Linked DNA regions of Mus musculus: region 2 is linked to region 1. Evidence: chromatin contacts called from public Micro-C data. All regions are on one chromosome and are shown on one strand. Each heading gives the region's core, a stretch centred on a gene start, on an enhancer-like site or on the middle of the called end of the contact. The rest is flanking DNA. Distances are from core to core; before and after follow the strand shown. Region 1 has its middle 11 kb from the start of Gm32681. Region 2 overlaps Gm32742.

Region 1 (2,563 bases), core at 25-2,524:
AAGGAGAAATATGGTAATCAGTGTGTACCTCCAGGAAACAAAGCCTTCAAGTTTAGCCTGTCCCCCGAGTAATTCAATCCATATTGCAGAGATGTAGACAAGAGACTGGAAATCGTAGACCCAGGTCTCTGACCATGCTGCAGAGATGCAGACAAGAGGCTGGAAGACAGATTGCTGATCATACACCTTACTCCAATTCTGATGCCAGAACTGTGAAGCATATTATATAGGCATTCTGGTCTACAGGATATTCATTTTATTACAGATTAACAAGTTGCTATTTTGGTTTGTGTATAATCTTGAAACTTGGTGTCCCAGAGTACAATCCACTGAATGATCAAGTCTCTGCATTAGCAAAGAAACTAGATGTAGGCTTGTCCTGTTACCTCCCTTCCCCCACGCCTCTCCCTCAACCCAGGACTCTGCTTCCTTGATGCACTCTATTTTAAGCATACACTCTTCCTCCTTCCACTTTGCCTGGATACTCTGTATTGTCCTTAACAAGACAGCTTTAAGTTTGCCTCGTAAGGTCTTCTAGAGATCCAGTATTGCCTGTCTTAATTAATTCAGGAACATGAAGTAAAAAAAAAAGTTTGTTCAGAGGTGCTAGCACTTAGCTTTATGCCTAGACTACAGCTTTCTTTATTGAGCTGAAAGTAACTAAGTTCAGAGTATATTTCTGATTCAATTTTATACCTTTCTAGAATGTCTAGAATACTTTGTGTGCTGTATATTAATAAGTACTTGTTAAGTATATAAATGACGAGGTGCAATGTGTGTAGTTGACTGCATTGCAGTTGAAAGCAGTCTCTTTCTATAGTTAATAGGAACGTATAATACATAATAATGATAACAAAGCCGAGAAAACTCTAAAGGAATTGCCCAGGAAGCAGATTTTGTTTCCCAAAAGGGTTTATAAAGTAAGTTAATATATGATTAAGAAAGAGAGGGAGGAGGGAGGGAGGGACAGAGGGAGGGAGAGAGAGCTGTAGGACCTTGTTGTGAATTGCATCTGCCAATATTGATGCTGTAGAAGCCAATCCTGAAGTTATACACCAACATCTGCTTCTCAAGAACTGATTAAAATAAGTATTTTTCAGTTGCTATGGCTTTTGAGTCTATTTTTTACATACTCTCCAAATGCAGCAAATAATATAGAAACTCTAGTTCCTTTCATTGCCATTTGACATGGAGGATTCTAATCTCACTAGTGAGGTCAAAAAAACTCCAGCTTCATGACCACAAAAGATAACCTTCCTTGATCTTCAGCAGCAGATAGCAGAACTTTGTCATTTGTACTGGCTGCTTGGGCTTTAAAACTGAGAACAGCCTCGGAGTAGCCTTTAAAGTGTGGAGACTGCCACACTAGACTAAGTCCTTCCTCTTTGTAGGAGAGCTCTGTAGGAAACATCTCTTAGACACTTTGTAAAGGCCCCATTGCTGTTTTAGTTTTTATTAAGGGAATTTAAGAACATACATGAAACTAGGCCTGAGCAAATGGACCCAGAGCGCCTTTCACCCAGCTTCCATAATTACCCAGAGTGAAACGAGAAACAAACACAAAGTCTTCAATAATTTTTACGTTTACTATTTTCCCAAAGGACAGCATACAGAACAACTAAACTCTCCAAGGAAGAAAGCAGCATTGTAGGGAAAAACTCGAGATATTACCAAGAACAGCCAGCTAGTTCCTTGGCTTGTTATCATATCTGTGAGGTCATCACCTAGTTATCAGTATCATAAAAGTCAGAAATGGGGGCCAGGAGATGGCGCAGTGGGGAAAGGTGCTTGCTGCCAAAGCTGATGACCTTTGATGGATCTCCATGACCCACGTGGTAGAAGGAGAGAAACAATTCACAAATAAAGAATGATGCAAGTTAAAACGTTTTTTAAACCAGGAATAAAATTGCTTGCATTAGGTTGTGAGCAGCGCACGTGAAAGGTACGACTTCATCTCTCAGGCAGTGGCAAGCATGGTGGTTCTGCCTTTCTGTTTAATAGTGCAGGTGTTCGCTGGGCCGAGTGACAGTCCCCTTTAATCTCAGAATTTGGGAGACAGAGGCAGAGGATCACAGGAGGATCACTGGGAGCTTGAGCCTACTCTGTTCTACATCGTGAGTTCCAGGCCAGCTAGGGCTAAATAGTGAGACCCACTATTTTAAAAGGGCAGGGGAAGTTATCCAAAAGTATTAGAGTCTTGTCTGAAAGATTTAGGAGTCAATTTAGATAAGCCTTCATTGCCTAAAGATAGTTAAAGATGAACAGAAGTAATGGCAGCAACTCTGAGTTTGTTTTGAATTCAGCTAAGCTCTTTGTTACATATATTACAAAATAAAAGATATTGAATCTGGTGCTGGATGTGATTAAGTCTAGATCCAATTGGATACCTTCCTGATTTTCTGGTATTGCAAGATTTTCTAAGCTTACTTAATATGGTATATTTCCTATTTCCAACACGAAATCAATAATTTCCCTAAGAAGCCCTGTGTTTCTCCATGAAATAGACTGATTTGAATGTTTTATTTTTTTAGATTTTTTTTTAAAGATTTGTGTCTGTGTGTAT
Region 2 (2,563 bases), core at 24-2,523, 120 kb before region 1:
ACTGGGTCTTTTCTTGGAGAGAAGGCTAGTTGGACCCAGGCTGCCTCCATGTCTCTGCGTACTCAGTGCTTTCTTTACTGTCAGCATGGAGGGTGTGTTATATTCTTACAAGTTATGTTGTTCCACCACCGAGGGGCAAATTGCAGATCGTATTGTACATCCTGCTGAAGCTCCCCTTCCAACTGTTGCCACTCAAAGTTCAGTCAGAGAGCAGGGTTGGGTTTAAGTTGTGCCTCTAGAACTTCAGTATGCATAAGGCTTTGCAGCAGTGGGGAGGGAGGTCCATGGTCTTCTGACTCCACAAGGCAGGGGTCAGGCACAGCGTTCTGCATTCCGGTCAAGTTTCTCAGAAACACTTGTGGTCCATGCAAGCATCATGCCTTTAGGAGACAGACTGAATCTGCTGAGAACCTGGAAGAAGATACGTTGAAGGTGTGTCTAGATCTGCGTGTGGGGACGCTAATCATACGCCCATCCCTCGCACAGGTGGGACCTGGGAGGACCAGGTAGACCTAGAATGGTTTGACACAGAGGTCTTCTTTGGGATACTGCATCGGCAGTCTCTGACAGTGACGGCCAGTCTCAGCCAAATCAACAAGGAGGTAACTGGAAGGCCCAAAAGGTGCTTCTGTTCATGGCCAGCAGAGACAAGCAGGGCTGGAAGTGGATGCAATGGGGGAGGGGGGATGAATGGGACGTGGGATGGAGCCTAAAGAACTCCGGGGCAAAGGAAAGATAGAAAATTTCAGATTAATTAGGACTGATATTAAGAAACGTATAGACTAATTGACAAGGAAGGGAGGGAGGGAGGGAGGGAGGGAGGGAGGGAGGGAGGGAGGGAGGGAGGGAGGGAGGCAGGCAGGCAGGCAGGCAGGCAGGCAGGCAGGCAGGCAGGCAGGCAGGCAAAGCCAAATAGGCCTTAGATTCCTATCCCTGGTCTTCAGTGACAGACATTGGAAATAAGTCAATACATTAGAAGTCTAAGTATCCAAACTGGCCAGGAGCTGGAGATATATCTCAGTGACAGCATCCGCCTGGCGTGTTGTATGCATGAGGTTTGATCCCCAGCATTGACTTGAGGGGAGAACTTTATTCTTGCCAGTTTTATCCATTTCTTCCAAGTGTCCTCAGAAGCCGGTTCTCTGCCATCTCTCCAGATATTGGCAGTAGAGGGCGCTCTAAGCTTACAGTAAAAAGCTGGTGGCTCTTGGGTGGTAGTCAAGACTGACTAATTCCTCTCTCTCAGCTCAAAGTCCTCTACCGCAAACTTCTGAATGAAGCTGGTTCTCTCCGGCAGCTGTGGGGTGCTCAGCGTGGCACCTCAGCTTCCACTAACCAGATTCTAATCCAGAGAAAGCAACAAGAGGTTGGACTTTGAATTTGCACCTTCCCACCCAGCCTCTGTGCCCTCTCACAGTCCCCAAGCCCTGTCCCCTCCCCACCCCGTCCCTCCTCCCTGCCCCCGCCCCCCGTCCCCACCCCACCAGCCCTGGTGCTTGGAGCCCTACAGGTAAAAGGGGCAATGTGTCTTTGACCCAGGCCGCTAAGGCAGTTGCCATGGCTGCAGAGGAAGAGTCTAGGCAGAGGCGAAGCCTGGTGGGCGAGTATGCAGCAAGCCTTGCTCACCAACTGGAGCTCCTTCACCAAGACCTCTGTGCCAGGCAGGACCAGTGGGCCTCTTTCTACTCAGCGTTGATGGAAGCTCGGTGGCTGCTGAAGGCATCTGCAAGCTCTAGCCCAGAGACGTCCCCACAGCCTGGGCAAAGCCCTGGAGAGTATGTACCTGGTTAGCCTGAATCAGAGGGTGGAATGCAAACCAGGGAAAGAGAGTATGGATGGCTTCACAGAGTTCCAGCAGTAGCGACGTTAAGTGTCCTTTTTCCATCTCTCATTGTCTCTGCACTCTGACCGGCATGCCATATGTGTCTCTGCAGGGTGGATTCTCGGCTGGACACTCTGCTGGGCCGCTTGTCCCAGGCCATGCTGCAAGAAGGTCACCGCTTGAAGGCTTGGGGTTTCCTGGACACTGGAACAGGGGCGGAGCTGCTACAGGCAGGTAAGCACTGATGGCCTCATCAAGGACCTATGGGAACTTAGTCCGTATGTTGAAACTAAATCCCTGCATTCAGGACGTTAGGCACCTCAAAGACCTAAGTCCTTCCCCTAAAACACCTGCAGAGGCAGAAGTGGAAGGGGAAGGACGCGAGGAACCCTGGGAACAGGAGGGAGTTCCTGTTCAATGGCCCCACACAAAAGATGAGGGGAGCTCAGAAACAGGGAGGATGAGGAAGGAAGGCATCACAAATGACAGATTTGCAAACCATATGACACTTCTTGAAAATAAAAGCCTAGCAGATAAATGTGAACAGTCAGGTTTGGAAAATGCTGGGTTTGCCTTGAAAAGATATCCGTTAAAGGCAGAGCAAGTTCTAGAAGTTCTCAGCCCCACCTCAGTACCCACAAAACTTTCCCCCAAAGGACCTTTACCTAGCCTGTAATCTGAGGATACTGGACATTGCAATGGTGATGCTCTGTGCTCAACTCAAAAAAAAAAAAAATTAAA

The links. Hi-C and Micro-C count contacts between places; a contact is called where the count stands out from the background.
Region 2: a contact with region 1 is called in a Micro-C map of the G1E-ER4 cell line. The contact joins two enhancer-like sites. A contact is called at or near these places in 1 of 39 promoter capture datasets (embryonic stem cells), 2 of 15 datasets of contacts at CTCF or cohesin (pro-B cells and stem cell-derived epiblast-like cells), 63 of 484 Hi-C or Micro-C datasets (the AML12 cell line, the Ba/F3 cell line, the C10 cell line and 32 more) and 2 of 115 datasets of contacts at active chromatin or transcription factors (astrocytes and embryonic stem cells).

Annotation. Positions count from the first base shown.
Region 1 is chr9:51,034,007-51,036,569 of GRCm38.p6, reverse strand. No RefSeq gene overlaps it. Among named protein-coding and RNA genes, the nearest start is that of Gm32681, 11 kb to the left of the region's middle. Within about 2 kb of position 1,274, at least 6 of the 459 cell types and tissues checked have an H3K27ac peak or open chromatin away from gene starts, as enhancers often do. A contact at or near this core is called in the G1E-ER4 cell line, where this site is marked.
Region 2 is chr9:51,151,206-51,153,768 of GRCm38.p6, reverse strand. Gm32742 reads left to right here. Exons shown (of 31, transcript XM_017313740.1): 12 at 487-602; 13 at 1,247-1,366; 14 at 1,540-1,775; 15 at 1,935-2,056. Among named protein-coding and RNA genes, the nearest start is that of Gm32742, 16 kb to the left of the region's middle. Within about 2 kb of position 1,273, at least 20 of the 459 cell types and tissues checked have an H3K27ac peak or open chromatin away from gene starts, as enhancers often do. A contact at or near this core is called in the G1E-ER4 cell line, where this site is marked.